3 separate regions of the Mus musculus genome follow, and regions 2 and 3 are each linked to region 1. Evidence: chromatin contacts called from public HiCAR-type and promoter capture Hi-C data. All regions are on one chromosome and are shown on one strand. The core of a region is the stretch at or near the end of the contact, and the rest is flanking DNA. Distances in the headings are between cores, read along the strand shown.

What was found. Promoter capture Hi-C pulls out the DNA fragments that hold promoters and counts their contacts. HiCAR-type assays count read pairs that join an accessible place to other places.
Region 2: a promoter capture Hi-C map of the 3T3-L1 cell line shows a contact between it and region 1, with 9 times the contacts expected there. The contact joins the enhancer-like site here to the promoter of Cyp2j6 in region 1. A contact is called at or near these places in 8 of 39 promoter capture datasets (the 3T3-L1 cell line, 3T3-L1-derived adipocytes, cranial neural crest and 4 more) and 1 of 115 datasets of contacts at active chromatin or transcription factors (large pre-B cells).
Region 3: a HiCAR-type map of astrocytes shows a contact between it and region 1, with 2.5 times the contacts expected there. The contact joins the promoter of E130114P18Rik here to the promoter of Cyp2j6 in region 1. A contact is called at or near these places in 1 of 39 promoter capture datasets (the 3T3-L1 cell line) and 1 of 115 datasets of contacts at active chromatin or transcription factors (astrocytes).

Annotation. Positions count from the first base shown.
Region 1 is chr4:96,551,750-96,556,430 of GRCm38.p6, forward strand. It overlaps Cyp2j6 (cytochrome P450, family 2, subfamily j, polypeptide 6), which reads right to left and starts at 1,902. Exons shown (of 9, transcript NM_010008.4): 1 at 1,493-1,902. The coding sequence starts at 1,702.
Region 2 is chr4:94,999,463-95,004,143 of GRCm38.p6, forward strand. All of the region lies in intron 2 of Gm12694 (a long non-coding RNA gene), which reads left to right. Among named protein-coding and RNA genes, the nearest start is that of Gm12694, 23 kb to the left of the region's middle. Within about 2 kb of position 2,124, at least 67 of the 459 cell types and tissues checked have an H3K27ac peak or open chromatin away from gene starts, as enhancers often do.
Region 3 is chr4:97,582,478-97,587,158 of GRCm38.p6, forward strand. It overlaps E130114P18Rik (RIKEN cDNA E130114P18 gene), which reads right to left and starts at 2,114. Exons shown (of 3, transcript NR_015513.2): 1 at 2,071-2,114. It also overlaps a transcript of Nfia not described here.

The DNA of each region.
Region 1 (4,681 bases), core at 652-3,151:
AGTTAGAGTCTAATGTGGTTCTCAGTGTGTGTGAAGACAACATCTGAGACAGCAGTAGCATAGAGGGGAGACAGAGATCTTCTATGCTTGTGGTCACTTTGTTTCCTGTGGAAAATGGTGATAGCAAAATCTCATCAGCTTCCCCTGCCTATTGCATAGCACAGAGCTGTGGCTGGAAGAATGATAAAAGAGATTTAAGAAAGACTGAAGGAGCTGAGGAGGTTTGGAACCTCATGCGGGGAGCAATAGCATCAACCAGCTAATTGTCCTGAAGCTCCCAGGAACTGGACCACCAAGCAAAAAATACACATGGAGCTACCCATGGCTCCTGCTGCATAGGTGGCAGAAGATGGCCTTGTTGGATATCAATGGGAGGATCGACCCTTGGTCTTGAGGGTGTTCAATGCCCCATTGTAGGGGAATGCCAAGGCTGGAATGCAGGAGTGAGTAGGTGGTTGGGGGAGCACCTTCATAGAGGCAGGGGGAGGGGGATAAGATAGGAGGTTTCTGGAGAGTAAACCTGGAAAGGGGGTAACATTTGAAATGTAAATAAAGAAAATATCCAATAAAAGAGAAAGAAAAAGAAAGACTGAATGGGTATAAAAATGCAACTACTCAGAAAGTGTCCAAAAAACACACAGGGAAGGAAAAAGAGAAAAATAAATAGGTTAAAGTAAATATGAAAAAAATATGGGTGTATGCCTTTAAATAGTAACAATCAGAAAGAGTCAGACATCACTAGTAGTGGGAAGTGACAGGGATAATCAAACATGGCTGGAGTATTAACTATCTAAGCAGAGAAAATAACTATAGATAAAGAGAAATATTATGTGGGAAGATGGTCATATACCGAAAGGACACTATTTCAGTCTTTCATGCACACTATGTGCACATAACAGTCTTTCCAATTCAAGCAGGAGAGCTTCCAGAATGGAGTGGAAAAACATGCAGACTTCCTGTGGAGCTGGAGACACCTTTCCCAGGGGTTGAAAAAGTTAGTAGGTGAACATTCAGCAAGGACTTACAGGACAAACAAAGATCAATAAGAAAACTGATTACTTGTAGAAAACTCCAATCAAGAGAAAAACACATTTTGTTTTCTTTACAAGCGCTTTAACAAACTAAGATGAGGTACCACTTCTGTACCCATTTCTGAAATTGAAAGGGATTATTTATCTAGATTTATTATCATTCCGTTAATATGCCATGGTTTAAAGACTTAAAATCACATACAGGGAGTTCTCTGACCCTAACAGAATAACAATGAGAGCAAAGCCCTTCATACAAGAGTAAATAAAAATCTCCAACTATTTGAAAATCGAACAGCTTATATCTTAAAGGAGGACTCACACAGGTTCTGAGTTCTGGATATCAGGTTGTGATCACCAGTCTTTGAACCTGGTCTTCTGTTCTAGTCTCAGTAAGTCCCCTGTTCCTGTAGCTCAGGATTAAGTCAGGACAGACAAAGCAAGACACCCGCACCCCTTCCTACCGGCTGGATTGAGAGGTGGGGCTGCCCAAAGTCCAACTGGAATATGTTGCCCACGAAAGGCAGACCCCAAGGCCCTGGGGGATAGTTCTTGGGGCGCCGGTTTTTGAAGTAATCAGCCAGAAGCAGGAAGGTGACTGCAGCCACCAACAGAGTCCTGGGATGGAGCGCTGCCCAGATCGTGGCTAACAAGGAGCCGGTAGCAGCGAGCATGGCTAGGACTGCAGCTGGTTCGTCTGAGGAATGAAGGTCTGAGCTGCGGCAAGTCCCAGGTGCTAACAACAAGGGCACCCTTCTAAAACCGGTCCCCTCAGTCCCTCCCTATCCCTTTCTGTCCACTCCCCTTTGCTCCTCTGGTTTCCTCCCTGGAGCTGGGCTCTCGCAGGAAGTGACAAAGCTTCTGAGAGTAGTTTCCAATCTGCTGGAACCGGAGAACAGGAGAACCCCTGATCACGTGCACAGAGCTCTTCTCTCCGCCCCTTAGAGCTTTTACCCATTCCTTCCCAAACTTCCCTCCCATGCCCTGCCATGCTTTGCTCTGCCCTGCAGATGCCCAGACTGCTTCTATAGTGGCTAGGTCCTTGGCACTGAGTTCCCACAAGAACATGTAGAAAATACAGTTTTAAAAGGCACCAGTAGATAGTAAAAAGTGAAACCAGGAAATCTCAAGGGGTCCCCACCCTAGAAAAATTATTACAGGCAACTAAAGGCTACTGAAAGGGAGATTTAGTCTTCCCCAGACAGGAGCCTTCTGTTTTTCAATACTAAGTGTCCAGCCCTGAACCCATATACATTTATATTCATGTGATATATATGTATATATAATCAATTAAAGAGGCCATCAATTTGAGAGGAAGTAAGTGGGGAGACAAGGGCAGGATTGGAGGGAAGAAAGGGAAGAGGGTGAAAGGGTGTAATTATATTGTAATAAAAATTTAAAATAATAATTGAGCAGGGAGTGGTGGCACACACCTTTAATCCCAGCACTCTGTAGGCAGAGGGATGCAAATCTCTGTTAGTTCAAGGCCAACCTGGTTTACATAATGAGTTTCAGGACAGGTAGAACTACTTAGTGAGACACTGTCACAAAAAACTCCAGCAGCAGCAGCAGCAGCAGCAGCAGCAGCAGCAGCAGCAGCAGCAGCAGCAACAACAACAACACTAATAGTAATACTAAAAGGCAGTCTAAGATAGATTGTTTTTCAGTCAATAAGTCTTTCCCTCTGAGGAGACAATTGTGGTGGTAAGGTTTGTGATTTGCATGAACCCCAGAAAGCATCACGGACATCTGGGAGCCTGTTCTATAAGCAAACTTTCCCAGTGACTGCAATGTACCTGAGAAACCAAGCTAATCCTAGTAACAGAGTGGCAGGCAACATCGTCACCTCCTTGCAACAGATCACTTTGTTTTAACAGAGCTGTGCTTCGTGCGCCCAGGAATGTTTAATGAACACTTGTTGGAAAAACACTTTTGTCCTGATCATTGTTATTACTATTTTTATTATTGTGGTTCTGGGGACTTAACTTAGAGACCTATAACAGGGCTATTTATTGTAAAAGTAACTGTTTGTTTGTTTGTTTGTTTGTTTGTTTGTTTTTTCAAGACAGGGTTTCTCTGTGTACCCTGGCTGTCCTGGAACTCACTCTGTTGACCAGGCTGGCCTCGAACTTAGAAATCTGCCTGCCTCTGCCTCCCAAGTGCTGGGATTAAAGGCATGTGCCACCACAGCCTGGCATAAAAGTAACTTGTTTGCCAGATTTAATTGTCATCTTGCAGGCTTACTGCTGAACAAATTCACACTTTCTACCTCATTCTTTTTGTTGTAATGTTTTCTTTTATTTTTGCTTGGGAAATTCCTCCTATATTTATAAACAAACAGGCATGTAAAATCACAGTAAATGACAGAATTCATTCATTTTATCTAACTCAGAAAAAATATATCTTCTCAGAAAATTGGTTTGCAATGCATTTTGCATCAAGTACCACACTGTCTTCATACAGCTAAATTTTGTTGAAAGGAATAGAGAAGCTGGAAGCTTAAGTGGTGAGGCACTTTGTAAGTATGATACATAAATTTGGGTGTTTACAAACACATTTTTAAATAAGGAAATATTCAACATCTTTTTTCAAGCATATGCTTATTGCTATTTATGTGGCAATAAGTGTCTTCAAGTATGTACAGAACCTAACTTTTGGCAACATAATATTCTTAAATAATTTTTCATATAATTTTTAAGTCAGGAATGTCCGTGAGACTAGTGCTAAGCCTCACATACCAGTTACTGGGTTTAATCACCTGAGTGTTGTATGTCACCCTTATGGGGAGAAATGAAGAAATACCTCTTCTCTCCAAAAAGTATACCAAACGTCTTAGTATGTTACTACATTTGTTGGAAATGTAACTGCACTAAAATCTCTTGTAAGGAATATAAATTGCTTATCAAATATACGACCATCAATAATAAGGTATATTGGGCTTCCCAGAATGTTACTCTAGACTCCTCACTGCTTCTAAACTCTGCCTGGCTGTTTCACCTCAGCTGTTCTGGCCCAAGCTCCTTTCTAAATGACTGACTGAAAATGGCTCTGGCTGAATTTCTCTGATTGGCCTCATACTAACTATGGCAATGTTTTAATGTTACTGCTGCTTGCCCCCTCCCCACATTCTCCCATTCTCCCATTCTCCCATTCTTCCATTCTCCTATTCTCCCATTCTCTCATTTTCCCATTCTCCCATTCTTCCATTCTCCCATTCTTCCATTCTTCCATTCTGTCTCTCCCTCACCCTCCCCCCCTCTATGTGTGTGTGTGTGTGTGTGTGTGTGTGTGTGTGTGTGTGTGTGTGTATGTGTGAATACGTGTGCACGCATTGCTCTCTTAGGCTCTAAAGTGGCCTCTCTTTCCTGGCTGTTCTTATAAGAATTGGGTGTAACCTTTCTCCGACTCATTCTGTCAAATCTTTCTCTGACTCATTACTTGTCTGACCCTCAATTAGGAGTTATTTTCAAACTTGACTGCTTCCTCCTACAAACTAACTTTACCTTCATTGTTTGTATTCTAGCCAGAATAAAGATGTGTCATTCCAGCCAGATCACACACCCTAGAAGTTCTTTGGATGGAATCCCTTGCCAGAGTAACTGTGTGTTTAGATTAAATTTCCCTACAATGTATGAATGTATGTATGTATGTAT
Region 2 (4,681 bases), core at 874-3,373, 1.6 Mb before region 1:
TGCAGCTGATTTCCCTAGAGACCCAGATGAAAACAGTAGTATTTCTTATGACTTAGCTCTGCCATTCCCCAAGCATGACTTCTGTTCCATTTGGTTGGTCAAGAAAGTCTCTGACTCGTGTAGGGTGGAAGAGGAGGACTAGCTTCCTTCTCTCCATGAGAGGAAGTGAAGAGAGTAGCATGTTTAATTTCCATAACAGAACTTCCATCACGGAAACAGAAGAGCAGAGAAGAGCAGCTCATTGTCTTTGGAAGTTTGATCTTACATGCATATTTTAAATATCATGTGGTTCTCAGAAGAACTCAGGGGAGATGTTATTATCTCCATCTTAGGTGAAGAAATTTTTGCTTCCCTCAAGCCTTGACTTGCTAGTCAATAGCTTAAAAAATTCAAGCCCATTTATTTCTGATTCAAAAGTCCTGGTTTCTTTCTGTGAACTACACAACTACTCAAAATTACATAATTTTCACTTACAGAATATAAAATTCGGTTCTGTAAATGCCTATGAACTAGTAAACTTGGAAAATAGTTTTTACAACCTTACTAGTCCAATATATGCTCTGAGCTAGTATTTAGCAAGCTGCCTATGACCCGGTCCATTGTTTATTGATTTGATGAAGTGCCCTAGCTTAAGCAATTTAACATAAAAGGGACTTCCTTTGGCTTCCTGTTCCACATGATGATGTGCCCATGATGTTGGAGAGGACATGGCAGAAGGCAGAAAAAACATGGTGGCAGGAGTAGGAGGCTGCTGGTCATATTGCACACACACTCAGGAAGCAAAGAAAGACCAGGAAGCAGGGCCATGTCATAAAGCCTCAAGGACTGCCTCCAGGGACTCACTTCTCAAAGGTCCTGTGGCACCAGACTGTGGGGACTCTCCTCATTCAAACCACAGCACCTCACTAGATGGGGGAAGCTGCTTTCAATGAGAGGCTCATGCTGGGAGTGTTCTCACTGTAGAACCAGAGCAGAGCAAGGGACCTGCCACACAGTGGGAGGATGGGATTTCCCAGGACTGTGCTTCTGCGATTCTGATTGAAACTCATAGCATGTCCACTAAATCCTAGGGCTGAGTCTGTCTGTTCACAGCATTTTGTAGAGTCCTTGGCTCACATGCACAGGCTCTAGGGTCCTGTGTGCTCAGCACTGAAAAATGAATAAGAATAACAAAATGGAGATCATGTGACACAAATGAGGCTGAAATATGATAATAAAAGAAAAACCTGAGGAAGGTATTAAAATAAAACAACATGCACTTTAATAATTACAGGCTGGAGCACATCTGTATGGGATGACAGCATTAATGGTTCTCAGACTGTGATGACATTTTAATTAAATCTTAAAAATGCTACTACTAATTAATACTCATAAAAATACAAAAAAAATTTCTGGCAAAAGGCGGCTGTTATGGAAGCTCCCAATGGTCACTTTCTGCAGGTCACTGATAACAAGATGCTGACAACTACAGACCACCTCTGGCCTCAGACCCCGATTTGAGTACATTATCCAGGGTTAGAGCATCCTTGTGGTTTTTTGAAAGAAAATTAAGACTCAGATTCAGACTCAACTTTTTTACTACATGGCTTGTGCCAGACTTCACAGGGCAAACCTAGTAAAAGTGAGGAATAAGGTCTAGTGCCCATAAAGTATTTGTATATTGGCAGAAGCAGAAAAACAATAAGTTAATCATTTTTAAACCTTCATAAAATGTTATCGTGATGTGAAGCTTGAGGCAATACAAGATTGCCTCCCTGAAATTGCCCCAACTTCCAAAATTCCCTGTCATATGATCATATTCTCTTTACCACAACATGATTAATACAAGTTTTCAGGTCTTCCACATCTCATTCTGACTCGTAGCCAGACTTCAAAAGAAGGTCAGAGAATGGGAGAAATGCCCCCCCCCCCTTTCTCCCAAGTTCATGTTTCCATAAAGCCCGTGGCTGCCTCTCTGCTTCTGTAGGAGTACAGACGGGACACGATGGTATGAGAACTTAATTAGAGCATCTGTTCTCCTGTCTGCTGATGAGGAGTTTGTGATCACAAACAACTCAGACAGGGCCATCAGCAGCCTCTGGAGAGGTACCACCCCCATAGCATTTGTGGACCACACACTGGTGTGTGAGTCACCTCTTAGGATGAGTGAAGGTTGACTCAGCTTCAGAGAGCTTCCTATTGAGCCAGCAGTTGCTCTAAGTCTTGGAAAGAGAACAAAACAACTCTGGGAGGAAATGATCATCTCTTCATCAGCTCTGAGGTCGCTAAAGCTGGAAGAGGGCCTTGCTGCTCACTAGCAACAGATTCATGGTTCTCAGGGATCAGAGGCTCAGATCAGCATCTTCTGGAGGGACAACTTCCTCACTTTCCTCAACAGTGCTCTCCAAGGGCATCTGAGACTTACTTCTTCAGGAATGGTTTCTTTTATTCACTTATTGTATGCAAAATAATCCACACATGCTATTTTATCTCAATCTCAAAACAAGCATGATACCTGATCCCAGAACCCTTCTGGATACCCATTACCACAGGCAGTACTGGACCCTGTGTGTGCTATGTTTCTTCCTATACATTATGTTCCTCTGTGTATGTTCCTATAAATTAGGTATACAGAGAGATTAGTGATACTACTAATAAGATAGAACAAATATAAAAATACTATAAATACTCTTAAAACATGACTTTGTAGACTTTTCTACTTAATATTTTGGGGCTGCGATCTAATGTCACTAAATAAAATTAGATTCTTGGGTAAAGGTGACTGCTGTAAGAGATATTCTATCCCAGTTTCTACTTAACTGATTCAAATTTGAGCATAATTAAACAGCTAAAGAACCCATTAGAAATCCGGGAGCCAGTAAGCAGAGAACTGGCTCCAGCCTTCTTGCCCTCAGGTATGGAGACTCAGTGAATGCCTGGTGTCAGGCAGATCTCTCATTCTTCCTTGAGAACATTCCTGTCCATTTACTGCACATGCACATTTGCCTTGGTTCTGTGATATGTGCCCAGAATGTAATGCCAAGGGTAAGAAATACCGTGCCCCAGTCCTTGACCTTCCACTGTCTAATGATGGGTGTTTGATAAATCCTCTCAGCTTTGAAAAGGGTCCTGAGGAATGAAGTATGAAGCACATCTCGCCTCGTCCATGGTACAGCCCAGTGTGTGCTTTTCCCAAAGGCACGGGCACAGAAAGAACACATCCAGAAAGAATCCCAACTCTCTGGGAAGTAGCTTAGGATGGCACAAATAAGATTGGAATGAAAATGTAGAACTCTTAAAATGCCAGAGACCCGTTTCGTGAATTTACTATTATTTCACAAGCAGAATAGGTGAAGGCATTCTGTGTATGGTGTGGAGGAAGGACATATACCTTGTGAAGTGCAGGTGGTGTTCTTCGAGGTACGATTACAGATACTGCTTACTAATCATTGACTGTATCCTAGGCTTACTTTAATCATTTTATGTGCTAGTACACTCTATGGAGGTGTTGGTGCAGTGGGTCACACTGAGGAACCCTGAAAGGACTTTAGGAAAGTTGTCTGAAGAGCGAAGTCTGCTGTTTATCATATCATCATTGCCATTGTCACAATTCTTTATGAGTTCATTGAGAATTTTATCATATATTTTCCTCATGCACCCCGTCTCTTCCATATCTAACATTTGGGAATTTGGAAGAGAAAGGGGGTCTCACTCTATGACTTTGACTGGCCCAGTGCTTAACTATGAAGACCAGGTTGGACTTAAGCTCATAGTAGTCTTTTGGCCTCAGCATTCTGAGTGCTAGGATTACAAATATGAGCCGCCATGCCTCTCTTCCAAGATCATTAAAAAAAAAAAAGTAAGGTCTGGTATTAAGACTCTGAGTTGCATGATAAAGCTTAAATGAGCATGCGCTGTTTTATTACCAGCTATAATGATATTTCCTGTAAATACATTTTGTCTTACTTATACCTCCAGCTGTGTGGTGATAAATGTACAGGTGTTTCTTCTAGAAAACAGGCTTGAAGGGAAAGGTGACAGCTGACATGTATAAATTACAAAGGGGGTGGGCAGTGGTGACGCACGCCTTTAATCCCAGCACTTGGGAGGCAGAGGCAGGTGGATTTCTGAGTTCGAGGCCAGCCTGGTCTACAAAGTGAGTTCCAGGACAGCCAGGGCTATACAGAGAAACCCTGTCTCAAAAAACAAAACAAAAACCAAAACCACCACCACCACCACCACCACCACCACCACCACCAACAACAACAACAACAACAACAACAAAAAAAACCAAAACCAAACAAACAAATTACAAAGGGAAGGAATTTGACTGTGGACAAAATATGGTATGAGCCCCGTTGGATCTACTGGACGGAGCAACTTTCTACTCTAATGTGAATGCCTGGGCTTAAACTGAGGTGAGGTAACTTTGCATAACTATGCTCATTTCTTCTCTGACAATCTGATAGTTAAGTCACGTTGTGGCAGATGAGTAGAGGTTCTCCTTATCAGTTAAGAACAAAGGATGGGCAAGCTTAGGATTCTGCCCATGGACACAAGGCCCTGAGACAAAGTGCTGAGGGGGAGGGAAGGCTCCCCAGGTGATGGGAGTGTTTGGAGACACAGGGATACCTAACAGTATCTGGAGACTCGACGGCTGATTCAATGGTTATTTACTGAGTGACTCCTCTATGTCAGGTGA
Region 3 (4,681 bases), core at 864-3,363, 1.0 Mb after region 1:
ATTTTTGAGAACTATGGGGTCCATGGTTCTCCTTGGCTGTGAGATTTTACTAGGGATGCATATCAAACCTTGGACTGGTGCATGCAAGCCCTGCCTGTGAGAACCCTTTCATGTCCCAGTAATTGGAATGCTTTAAGTCACCTGTGAGAGTACTCTAAGGCTCCATTCGTCATTTTCCTCAGGGGACCAGAGCTCTGACATCTAACTTTTCCATATCTGTTTATATCGGAGCAGACCTTCCATCTCTAAGAACCACCAACTTCGAGTGGAACGGACCCACACACCCTTTCTTTCCATTTCTCTGGGCACAAGAAAGTTTCAGGAACTCCTAACTTGTAGCTGCAGAACGAGTTAACTCACATGTCATGGTCAACCAGGCCAGACAACCTTTGACTTCTGGGATCTCTAAGGGTTGGGGTGAAGTGGGAGGATGGACAATAGCTCATTGTCACAGGAGACGCTTGTCCTGTGAGGAAGAGAGTCCCAGAATCATTGCTGTCCTCGTTAGGGTGGTGTCCGTTAAGGATTAATTCGTTAGCACCGCATTCCTAGTTTTCCGTAATTATTATTCTTACAGCAAGCGTGAATTCATCCAGGGAGTGAGAAAAAAAAAAAGTTTGCTTCCAGGACAATGAATGTATTATCCGTTCCTAACTGGACCGTGAACTTCAGCTCGTTTCACATAGATATCAGTTTAAGAAAAGGAGAGTGTGTGTGATGTTGTAGGGGGAGTCTGAGGACTGGGATTTCAAAACAGGGCATGGTTCACTGTACGATCTACAGAAAAAAGCACTCTCCCTTCCTGGACAAATGGTGCTATCCTTTTGGCAAGGCGTAGGAATTCGGAAGACTGAGACTTTTAAAAGTGAGCTACTGCAGGATTCTATTCGGCTGCTGCCTGGGACTCAGTATGTCCATTCCAAGGACTTGAGTAAAAGTAGTTGTGGGTATGTGTGTACTTGTCTATTTTCTCTCGTAATTTCTTACCTAGACGTCTGAAACTTTACCAGTGGCTACAGAACAGTATCACAGAGCGCTTTTGGCTAATGAGATTCGCAGTCCTCTATCTCTTACGACCCTGAGCGTATTCAAGGCATTTATTTTCCCATTAGACTTTCTGCCAGCAAGAACAAGGTTTGCTTGTATGAGATGGTCATATTGCTTCGATTCACACAGCTTGTTAAGCACTACAAATGAATTTACTGATTAGATTGGCAATTATTTTCTACGCTAAGTTGTAAGCTTGAAAAAAAGGGGGGGGGGACCTGCTCTCGGGAAAAACATTCTTTTCCCTTACTGTACTTAGGCGGTCCTAGATTTTATAGACTGTTAATGGTAAATCCTGTCATCTTTTTTATTTCTTGCAAATATCACCAAAGGCTTCTCTAGAGCAAGCGCGTTCTTTCTCTCTCTCTCTTTCCTAGTTTGGAAAACTGTAATTTCTTTTCTGTAAAGTTTACTTGGAAGTTGCTCTTCATCTAAAATTATTTTGCAGATGTTTTACCACAGGGAATATAGTGTATAAAAGTGGTGGGAACACTTAGCAATGCATTTGACTCAAGATAAACAATACAGAAAGCTCACACGCTGCTGTTTAGGCTGCATACTGAAAAGAAGTTTCTCGGGACTTCAGTGCCTCTTGATTTTTGCTTTGAATAAGGGGTGAGAAATCTACAAGCTCTTTAGAGAAGATGTAGGAAATACCACAGGAAATAAATCAAAATTTTAGTTCCCTTAAGGGCAATTGCACACCATAGAATTTTAGACCTACCAGTTACAAATAATTCTGATGTAAATTTTCCAGTTTTGGTGGCAAACTAAGGAAAAGCTTTTCTGAAGGATGAAACAACTAATGAAAAGAATACAAATTTTACATTTTATTTCTTTAGTTCTCTCTCCTTGAATAGCCCTCACTCCTTCACCCACAAGATCGCCACCTTACTAGCCCAAACAATTTTTCCAAAGTGAAAAAAAAGGAAAAGAAAACTCCTGGTTTACATCGTTCCTCTAGCAAAAGACAGTTCAAGATCTGAATTTCACATTAAAGGCAAATAAAGCTTTAAAAATTACCTCCTGTGTCATCTGGCTGCTCAGACTCCAGGCTCATAGTGGGAACCTCCGGCTTGGTCCTCCCGGCATACAAAGGCAACTCAGTGAATGCCCCCTCCGCCCATGGAGACTCGGCCTCAGCTGCCAGCTCCGGGATATGCAATTTTGCTTTTTAATGAATCGTAAACAATTTGTATGGCAAATGAGTTTGTTTGTTTTAGTTTGGGGGCATGTGCTGAGCCAGGTTGTACGAGGTCATCACCTATTCCAGGATTTAGGTGCAAATGGGTGGAGCTCTGGGTCACTTTTTAATTTTTTTTTTCTAAATAATAAGGACACACTAGGATAAAAGAAACCAGTCAATAAAAGATTAAGAATAACAAGCCCTCTCCCCCTTCCTTTTCCTCCCCTCCCCCCATAACTGCCCTGGCTTACAGTGGAGTTTTGTGCCCTTTCTAATAACTAGCTGGAAAGCATTTGCATGACGTAACCAACATTTCTTATGGGTATAAGTTTTAGCATTGTCTTTAAAAGACTACTTCCACTTTAAAAAAAAAAAACAGCTATTTTATGATGAAAAATACTGACATGGGACATCTCCAGCATCACTTCTTAAAATTAAAAGTTAACACTTTCCCGAAGGCTATTGGAGATAAGAAATTAGAAAGATAGTTTTTATATGAAAGTGGTGAAAAAAAAAAAAAAAAGAAGAAGGTGCATGGGCTACCCCAGCGTGTAATGAAAACTTTTATTCAAAGCCACCAAGTTGTAAACAACTGAGAGGTTGACAGGCAACTGGGTTCAAGCATGCACATTCTAACAGTAATTACCTTTGGCACGGCCACTTATGAGAAATCTTTTGATATCTGAGCCACTTCTCTAATGCTTTAATCATGTAAATCAAGAAATAGATATTGCGTATCAACTTCATCTCACTGTGTTGTGACATCTCTAGTTGAAACTTTCCGACAGAAAACTAAAGAGAGTACTTGCAAAATTTTTCTTCGCTCCAAATGAATCTGAAATGCCTCAAACGCATACGTATGCTCCAGAAGGGACTCTCCTCTCTTAGAACACCTCCATTCTCCCCATACAGCTTCAAAACGAAGGCAGAATAATTCTTCTCCTGGTCACACTAAGTTAGCGACAAGGGGACAGGGTTGATTATGGGAAAATTTGTCTGTGAATTTCAAAAATACACGTGTCTTTCTTCTATCATTCAAATTTAAGATTTATGATGTCTAAAGCAAAAAAAAAAAAAAAAAGTCCTGGGTGATGCTGCAACCAGCTGTTACTCAGGTCAAATTCCCAACCACTTATTTTGTGACAAATTTTTCTTTTTAGAAATTAATACATTATTTTTCAGTCAATAATTGTTGTTTAACCCAATTGTTTACAACTCAAACTTGTTTTAACAGTAACATGCTTGGGCAAGAAGGATCTGGTATGCCTTGCAGTATAAATATCTATTTTCTAAATATGCATGTAAAAACATGTTTCTGTGAAACCTGCTTTATTCTGCTTACCAATTAGAAGCCATCAATGTGCAGTCTACTTCCACAATGGCTCGAAGCTCCAGGTTCATGGAAACCTCTTGCCTGTGCTTGCTTGAATTCATGTTGTGAGCCACATTTCCCATTTCAACTTTTAAATGATTGTCAACTGAGCAACTTTTCCAAATGACTGTTTTCTGCGTGCCTTTGAAGGTACTGCCTAGTGAAGATTTTTCTAGGAATTGGCACTAGCCTTTCAACATAATGACTGAAATATTGGAAATTGCTTAAATGGTAATAAATGAAAAGATTCAAAAACGAAGAGAACCAGGAAATAATAAAGTGTAAGGTAGTCTCAGTAACTGGGCTAATTTTAGAAAGTCCATGGAATACCTATGTATAGACCTTGAATTTAATGCATTTTTATGCTCTTCTAAAATATCTTTATACAGCAAACTGGCCTGATCTGAGCTAATTATTAAATGAACAACTTTAACTACAACCCACCATTGTATGTAACCATATCATTTCTAAGAATATCCACCAACCTCAGATGTTTCTATGCCCTCAAAACATTCTTTTTCTCTCAGTAATAGATTCTAAGAAAAATCCAAATGAGGTGGTAGGGTTGACTTTTTTATTTTCTTCCACATACATTAAGAATGTATCCTTATCGTTTTCTTTGAGGTCAGTCCTGCTTTTCAAATACAATTCGCTGTTCTTAGAGAGCAGCAAATACATTAGAGTGGTTCCTTTTTTTTTTTTTCTCCTTAAATCTAATTATGATCCAAATGTGCTTCATTCAGAAATGTGATTGGCTGCTTCAGCTAGCCTCTGCTCTTCTGCTATCGTTCTAAAAAATCTTGATTTCCTGTTGTTACGGTCATATTTCTCCTGTGAACTTTAGACAGTGAAATAAATGCTTTGTCCTTCCTTATTTTCTAGTTGAGTTTCCTTCACCTGTCCTGAATATTGTCAGGAGTGTTTCTAATTTAAAACCAAGAGAATCAGGGGCTGATTAGAAGACAGGAAATTGGAGGATTAAGCTGTCTGGTTATACTTCCTTTACTTATCAGCACTCAGTAACTCACTCTAGATTGCAAACGCAACGGGACAGTTTTTACAATTCATTGTTCTTT